Regions from separate parts of the Ovis aries genome. Here regions 1 and 3 are each linked to region 2. Evidence: chromatin contacts called from public Hi-C data. All regions are on one chromosome and are shown on one strand. Each heading gives the region's core, a stretch centred on a gene start, on an enhancer-like site or on the middle of the called end of the contact. The rest is flanking DNA. Distances are from core to core; before and after follow the strand shown. Region 1 overlaps NTM (neurotrimin). Region 2 has its middle 1.0 Mb from the start of NTM. Region 3 overlaps NTM (neurotrimin).

Region 1 (2,700 bases), core at 201-2,700, 460 kb before region 2:
ATGTCTACTGAACAAAACAAAACAAAACAAAACAAAACACCACCCAGTCTCCATACAACCGTGGTCCAACCAAGATGTGTGGAATGGTTCTTACTTGAAGGGCGTGAGCTGGATGTTGGGCCTGGAAAGGCTTGAGGCTGAGGCTTCTCACCCAGGACCTTGGGTCCAACTCACAAGGCTGGGCTTTGGGCGCAGAGGTCAAAGAGGTCATCAACCGTGGAGGACGTTGTGTCCATTAATGGGTGGGTGGGTGGTCTGCCTGTGGTCAGAGAACAGTTTCCTCCTCCCAGTGGACATGACTGTGCTGCTCTGATGGGATCAGGGGAGCCTGAGATATCAGCTGTGTGGCTCTCATTAATTAGACTATCACTAAATGTCACCACGTCATTTGACAACTTTGATGATGCATGTCACGTTTTCATAGATTCCCCAAATGAGGCAACTGGTGAAGTCAGTTGTCTCCTTGGGTGAGATCTGGTAAGTGGGTATCAGAGCTGAACTATACTTTCTGTCCTGTCCCTAGACCCAAGGCTTTGCCACTACGGGATGTTTTATTAAAAAAAAAAAAAAAGTGAGTAAAGAATAAAAAGTCTGAGAAATGTATAAGACGGAAGTGGGGTTTCATATAGCAGTTCCAGGGGATAGCAGAGAACAATGTGGTTTCCGTACTTGAGGAACCCCACGGGGCCTCTTCCGCTGCAGGAGGCTGCAGCGTGTTACTCAGGTTTGGAAAGCCTTTAACATTTCACTCTGAAAGCTGGTGGGTCCTCTGTTAGTCTCTCCAGCTACTGCGTGGCCTCTTGAAGCCAGAATTATGCCGCCTTCAGCTTTCTGTCCCTAGTTCCTAGTGCATGACTTGGACCAGGGTTTTTGCTAATAAAGCCTGGCTTCCTTCCCTTGCTGTGCTGTGGACAACCCTGAACTTCTTTAAGTTTCTTGAACACAGAAAGATTACTCTTGCTAGAAGCCTTCCCACGTGTGGCTCCCTTTGTGGTGGTGCCCCTCTTTCAGCTCTTCCCACGGCGGTGGCTCTTCATCATTTTGGCCTCAGCTCAGATGGAATCCCCTCCCTCTAGCCTGACACCCAGATGAAAGTGATTCCCTAGCACTTCCACCAGGCTTGGGCTGGCATGTCATCCTGGATTATTTTCAGAGCAGTTTTTCCATTCGTGTGTCTGGTTATGTGCTCGTGGGTTTGTCTTCCCCACCTGGGTTGTAACTTCTTTGGGGCTCGGTGGCTTCTCTGTCTTTTCCTGTCTTATCCTGTGCAGCATCTGGGAGATGCTAGGTGCTCAGGATGTAGCGCTTGCATGAGTGGAGGAAGACATGCGGGTCTGAGATCACCATCTCCTCCTTGCCCTCTCTGCCCTCTGTCCTCAGTGGCCCAGTATTGTCCTTGGCCTGGGTGTGTTCCTGGCTCAATGTCATTTCTGTCTGGGTCATGCTGTGCTGGGCATGAGGGTGCTCTTGAGGAGGGCACAGCTACACAGAAGTCATTGAACTGGTGTCCTTCTGTCCAGATCACAGATGGTCTTTGTCAATTGTCTGCTATTTCATAACCGCACCCATGACACATGCTATCTTTCTGCCAGGTCACTTTCCTGCCCAGTCCTTTAGCTTTTGAAGAGCTGCTACTCTCTGAGAATGTACTCAGCCCCAGATAGATCTCAGGGAAATGAGCATTTTCAAGATAAAGAGGGGCACAGAAAGGCGCCTCTCTGCCCATCTTTCTTTCTGTCTGTTTGGAGGCTGCTGTCAGTGGGTGTCTGGTCGTGTAACTATTGATTCGTTGCTTCTGAGTTAACTCCTGCAGAATAGCAATGCCACTTGGGAAGCGGGTGCTGCCCTGGCCCCTCCCAGGATGGACCTCTGTCCACTCACTTTGCCAGGCCTCCTGCTGGGGGACTGAGGCTCAGAAGAGCCTGGACAGATGGGACTGTGGAGGGAGGCTCTTGGAAGCACACTCAGCCTGTTAAGGAGCCAAAAACTAAAATGGGAAAGCTGAAAACGCAGCCAAATGCTGGACGGAAGGAAAAGGGCATGTGGGTTCACAGGAAAACCTGAAGAAGGTGCAGAGCGACAGCCTGGTTCTCAGGGACTCCTCACCTATAAGATTAGGTGATTTGCAGAAATGCTTCTCTTTTCTTTTGAGAAAAGAATGGCAGAGACCAGGCGGTTCAGCCATCTAGTTTTCCAGATAGTGAGACTGGTGACCATCAGCTCACACAAGGAGGGCTTCCTGCAGAGTGAGGAGGAGCTGACGCCCAGCCCACACCACATCACACACTGTGAGCCCTTGCTTACCTGTGTGCCTGAGACAAGGTCACCTTGCACTTCTAAGTGCACAGGCCTCACACCACATGGGATGCCTCCAACAGACCTGGCCAGCATTTACTACCAAGCTCTCTCCCAACTGCTTCTCCTCTCAGCCACTGAAGTCAGCATTCTTAGCCTGTATCAGCTCTGCCTGTGACTCTGTGGGACAATGTGTCAGGCAGGCACTGAGCACCCTACCAGCAGAGACATTCTGAACACTCAGAGCTGCTCCACGAGGCAGAGCCAGTTATGATTCCAGTTTTACACGTCGGAAAAGCAAAGGACTGGAAGGCCGAGGGGGCCGTTTCCCAGCCATTTCCCCACGGTCAGGTGCAGTGTCTGGGCTTGGACAGGTTTTGTCTGTTTTCTAGGCCTGCTCTTTTT
Region 2 (2,700 bases), core at 196-2,695:
TGGCAGGCGGATTCTTTCTCACTCAGCCACCAGGGAAGCCCTATTTTATTTTATTTTTTATTTTATTTTGAGGAATTGAGAAGAAAAGCGGATGCAGGGGAAACTTGGGGCACCTTCAAAAGGGGAACCCCAAGGAGACATCTGGGCCATGAGCTGTGGTCAGCCTGAGGCAAGGGAGGGAAGCTCTCAGACATTTGTTTTCACTCGTGTGTGGAGAATATTGCCATTCATCTTCTCTCAGTCACGTTTCCTCCCTGCCCCCGTGGGTGGTGGGGCTGCCTCACCTCACGGATGTAAGGGACACCATTAGCGTGACAGGGTTTGGAGCCAGAGGGGCAGGAAGTCCAGCCCTGGCTTCTCTGTCTTACTTCCAAGTCCGGAGCTTTCTGGTTCTGGGGGCTGGGATGTGGCCACGTGTTCCTTCCCTGCATCTGGGCTGCCTCAGGCCCAGGGGAGGGGTTCTCACCCTCCCCTCCTGCTCCTGCTGCTGCTTCTGGTGGGCTGGGTCCCTCCCTTGCTGTCCCAGCCCCGATGCCCCACGTTCCCCAGCCCCCCAGCATCCTGAGAGCCGGAACTGGGTCTTATTTAGGTGGCCTGCCAGGTGCCCAGCACCAGGCTCGCTACACATAAAAAACGGCCCAGAATCCAGGACCCAGTGAGGGCACAGTCCTGGCAGGCCGTGGACCCGGGAACACTCAGCAGTGTCCTCTGGGCTCCGGCACTGTGCCAGGCGCTCACACAAAATCTGCGTTTGTTAATCCTCAAAAGCGCCCTGTGCCAAAACTGTGACTCGATTCCACAGAGAAGGAAACCAAGGCTCAGAGAGGTAAACTGGCTTGTCCGAAGTGACCCAGCCCTGGAGGGTGTTAGGGCTGGAGCCCTGCCTGTGTTGCTCCCCTCACCGCAGGCTGGAGGCCGAGAGGTGACCACAGGGGCTTGGCAGCACCAACAGCACCTTTTGTATGGAGGCGCTTAAGGGGAAAGATGACAGAGAAAGACCTGAGGGTTCTGCAGAAAGCAGCCTGTTCCATGAGCATGTATAGGGCAGGCTGACTAGCATGCTGGGGGTGGGGGGCTGGGGGTGATCAGAGGAGCAGGGACCCTGAAGGAGGAGGGGGCCTGCAGACTTGCAGCCTGCAATGCAGTCTCTGCTCCCTGCGAAGAGGGTGAATCATCTGCCCAGCAGCTGCGGAGCAGACGTGTCGCCAGCGCCCCCCTGTGCACACAGGGAGAACTGGAACCGCTGCGGGGGTGGCCCTGCAGCCGCTGAACCCTGAGCATGGAGCACGCTTGGCTTCCAGGCCAAAAATTGGCAAATGCTCCTTCAGTTCCAGGAACAAACGACTAAGCGGGTCTCGAGGCCCAGCGGAGCGAGGCCAGCCCCTCTGTCTCTCCTGTCCCAGTGGAACCTCTGGCCCTGGGCCCGATTTGGGGTCTCCAGGCTCCTCCCAGGTGTGCAGGGCAGGGATGAGCTGGGGCATCCCCCAGAGGATAACAGGGCTTTACAGTGAGTTGTACAGCCCAGCTCTCTGCAAGGGGGCAAGTCTGGGGGGCAGGTCTGGGGGGGGCAGGTCTGGGGGGGGGCGGGGGAGGGGAGTGTGCGCTGGGCTGTCCACTGGGTTGCCTTCTCCTTTCGTTGGGCAGTTTTTTCTCTGGATTTCAGTTTCTCCTCCTGCAAAGCGAGCATTGGATCATATTGGGGCTGACATAGGGTCAGGTGTTGTTTGCCTCCTCCTGGGTCCTTTCTGGCACTTCCCCGTGGCCCCTCATTCCGTCCCTCCCCATGGAACCAGTCATAGGGAATGTGGATGGTTTAAAAAAAAAGAAAAAAAAAAGAGGGGGGAGTGTAGAGAGTTTAGTTACATGAGAAATCACAGGACAGGTTTACTGAGGTTCCTCTGGCTGCAGGCTCAGATTCCATGGGAGAAAATCCACTCTGGAGGCGAGAGTTGCTGTTCTTTTAATTTAATGGTCGCATATTTATTTAGCAACTATTATGTGCCAAGTGAAGCATGGTGCACGTTCCCCCTCTTCCTCCCTGCAGCCTAAGTAACAATCTAGAGAAGATACAGAGCTGCATCCTAGTGGCTGTAATACAGAATTGTGTCTTTGCTCTGCTTGCTGCTGCTGCTGCTAAGTTGCTTCAGTGGCGTCCGACTCTGTGCGACCCCATAGACACCAGGCTCCCCCAGCCCTGGGATTATCCAGGCAAGAACACTGGAGTGAGTTGCCATTTCCTTCTCCAATGCATGAAAGTGATCAGTGAAAGTGAAGTAGCTCAGTCGTGTCCGACTCTTCGCGATCCCATGGACTGCAGACTACCAGGCTCCTCCGTCTATGGGATTTTCCAGGCAAGAGTACTGGAGTGGGGTGCCATTGCTACATCTCTGTAAATATGCCTTAGCATGAAAGAAAAATGGCTCAGATGTACCTATGTGCAGGGCAGGAATGGAGACACGGACACGGAGAACAAATATGTGGATGCAGGGGGGAAGGGAAGGGGAGAGTGGGATGAAGCGGGAGGTTGGGATTGACATGTATGCACACCATGGGTACAACTAATAGCTAGCAGGAAGCTGCTCTGTAGCTCAGGGCGCTCAACTCAGTGGTCTATGGTGACCTCGAGGGGTGGAGTTGGGGGAGGGCTGGGACAGAGGGCCACGAGGGACGGGTTATGTGTATACATGTAGCTGACTCACT
Region 3 (2,700 bases), core at 44-2,543, 510 kb before region 2:
AGTGATCCTCAGCATCATCAATAGACTGTGGCTGGGACTTGGGAACTGCCAGGCAAGTGAGTCGTGACATTGCGATGGGTGGGTGGGGTCTGCTTCTCAGTGGGGGATGGGGATGCTGGGGACCCGGAGGCTGATACTAACCCAGGGAGCAGAGCATCAGAGACCTGGACCCACCTGTCTGCAGGTACAGGGCACCTATTCTCCATGGATCCCCAAAGCCCAGAGGAATGAATGTTCAGAACCAAGAACCTACCTTGCATGAACTCAGTGTGTGTATGTGTGTTCTCCCCCAAACACACACACACAAATCTGTGTGGACTACAAATACCTGTGCCCTGCATGGGACCGGCGACCACTGACAAAAGATTTCACATCTGCAGTCAGAAATGACCCTTGGATTACTTTTGAAAGAACCTCCCATACATTTTAAGCAGGTTGGTGGACTCATCATTTAGGCTGCTGCCAAGAGGCAGCTATTAAGAGATGTGGCAGGGAGTGGCATTTTCTTAAAAGGCAGTTATTTTCATTAGTGCCATGATTTTTCTGGTTTAGAAATAAAATCCATCTGAACTTGGGATCCTTTAGACAAACCAATGTCTTTGGGAAAGTGGGTTAATAGGAAATGCGTGTGGAGGAGCCAGGTTGTCTTCCGGAATCTTCTGGAATGAGCAGGGCATGGTGTGTGCAGATGCCAAGACAGAGAGCAGGACACTGGTGGGCGGGAAGAAGGGCCAGCCTCTCTCCTCCCAGGTCCCTGGGATGGGGGAGCCGAGGGTCGGAGGGAATCACAGGAACAGTTAGCAGTCTGCAGCAAATTAACCAGCAGATTAACTTCTCAGACGCCCAGCTGGTTGTCCTCTCAAATCCTGCCGTCCTACCCGTCTGCCGGTTCCACTTTGCAGCAGGGCTGGGAAAGCAAGGCTCAGCTTCAGTTCCCGGTCCTGCCAGAGAGCAGAGCTCGGGGGCTGGGGAGCGCAGAGCGGAAGCAAGCGCAGGAGGCCAGGCGGGCAGGAGGTGCATGTACGGAGGCCGGGGTGTCGAAGAGAGAAAGAGCCGGCCGCGTGTGTGTGTATGCACACACTAGTGTCTGCATCTATATCTGTTCTGTGTGTGCATCTCTGTAGGTGCATCTGTGTGTCTGTGTGTGCATATGTGTGCTCTGTGCGTTTGGGTATATGTGTGTGCGTGGGTGGGTGGGTGAGATGGGCAGGGAATAGGTATGGCGGGTGAGGGCGTGTTGAGGGCACAGAAGGAAGATTTAGCACAAGCCCAGATGCCGCAGGATCCCACACCAGCAGATGGTGCTGTAGGTACAAGTTTGAAGGAGGCGACGCCTGGATTGCTAGAGACCTAGAGGGGAAGAGAGCGTTGAACACAGGGATTAAGGGACATCACACCCCACCTGCATGGAGAGCATGGAGCCTGAGGAAACCTTGAACAGACCTAGCAGCTCTGTTTCTCCATGAAGGAGCCTGTGTGCTTTAACGCTGATTTAAGCGCCTGCGCTAAGGGACCTCCTTTTGTTCCCTCCTCACTGGCCCTCCGGACCCATCAGAGTGAGAACCTTACAGTCTGGGAGCAGCCGGGAGTGTGGGGTGCCTGTGGTTTCACTGGGGAGGTTGTGGGGCTGCATTACCTCTCTCCCACCCTTTCCCTCTAGTCCTCTCTGCCAGGTTTTATCAAAGCATCTTGCCCATCTCCTCATCCCTCCCCTCCGGGAAAGCCCTTCACTTCTTCCCAGGGGGACCTCACCTACTTCTCTCCTTGGGATCTCTGCCCACAGTCTCTCTGACTCCCACCTCATCTTGCCCACTGCCAGGAGGTTAATCTTCCCTAAGCGCAACTCTGCGATTGTATCTGTGGCCCCGGCGTCTCAGCCGTCTCCACTGCCAGCCCGCCTCAGCCTGGAGATGACACAGCTTCCCCTCCTGCCACCCCATCACCTGCTCCTTCCAGAGCCAGCCCGAGCCTCTTCCCTTCCCTCCCCCGCACTGAGCTCTGGCAGCCTCTCTCTCCATCATCAACTGTGTGTGTGTTTAAATTCGTCCTTCTTCTGTTCCATTTCCAGATGCCTCACTCCCTTCAAATCTCCCCCTTCATGAGCCGCCTGCTCCATGAAGCACCCCGCTGACCTGATCTCGCAGCATCCACTCCCAGCTCGGACCTCTCTGGGCGCCCTGCCCTGTAACCTGCCCCCTCTTTCACACACTGCCTGCGGTTCCTTGCAGAGCTCACCCCCGACCATGAAGGCGACTCACTTCCTGTTCCCACCACTATTCTACCTGGGAACTCAGTAGAGCCCTTGGGTAGATTAACACAAACGTTTACCTCTATTTGCTTTTTCCTTAGCTAAGCTTCAATGTGAGGATGTTGATGGCGATCTTTCCCCCAGGCCAGAAACAAGAGACAAGAGACCCTCGTCTTTTTCCACTGACACTTCCCTTCTGCCTTCAGTTTCCTCAGCTCCTAACTGGGGGCAGTGATGGGCTCAGTCATTTGATTTGTAACCCCTTTGTCTTGTCCCCTCGGGACTGACAAGTCTTCCCTGTCCGCCCTCGCCCATCAGGGGCAGCTGAGGGAGGGAGGGGGTCTCATCTCTTGGCTCAAACTCTCGCCCACTCTCCTCTCCTCTCCTCCAGCTCATGGGAGCACCGTTGTTTCAGAGAAAGACAGTCCCTTCCAAGCGCATGCCTCCCTGTG

Evidence for each region. A called contact is a pair of places that touch in the nucleus more often than the background predicts.
Region 1: a Hi-C map of hypothalamus shows a contact between it and region 2, with 2.3 times the contacts expected there. The contact joins two enhancer-like sites. A contact is called at or near these places in 2 of 16 Hi-C or Micro-C datasets (hypothalamus and tail adipose tissue).
Region 3: a contact with region 2 is called in a Hi-C map of hypothalamus, with 4 times the contacts expected there. The contact joins two enhancer-like sites. A contact is called at or near these places in 3 of 16 Hi-C or Micro-C datasets (hypothalamus, muscle and tail adipose tissue).

Annotation. Positions count from the first base shown.
Region 1 is chr21:32,373,056-32,375,755 of ARS-UI_Ramb_v3.0, reverse strand. The region is part of intron 2 of NTM (neurotrimin); the gene reads left to right. Among named protein-coding and RNA genes, the nearest start is that of NTM, 550 kb to the left of the region's middle. Within about 2 kb of position 1,450, at least 8 of the 54 cell types and tissues checked have an H3K27ac peak or open chromatin away from gene starts, as enhancers often do. A contact at or near this core is called in hypothalamus, where this site is marked.
Region 2 is chr21:31,917,011-31,919,710 of ARS-UI_Ramb_v3.0, reverse strand. No RefSeq gene overlaps it. Among named protein-coding and RNA genes, the nearest start is that of NTM, 1.0 Mb to the left of the region's middle. Within about 2 kb of position 1,445, at least 7 of the 54 cell types and tissues checked have an H3K27ac peak or open chromatin away from gene starts, as enhancers often do. A contact at or near this core is called in hypothalamus, where this site is marked.
Region 3 is chr21:32,427,029-32,429,728 of ARS-UI_Ramb_v3.0, reverse strand. All of the region lies in intron 1 of NTM (neurotrimin), which reads left to right. Among named protein-coding and RNA genes, the nearest start is that of NTM, 490 kb to the left of the region's middle. Within about 2 kb of position 1,293, at least 6 of the 54 cell types and tissues checked have an H3K27ac peak or open chromatin away from gene starts, as enhancers often do. A contact at or near this core is called in hypothalamus, where this site is marked.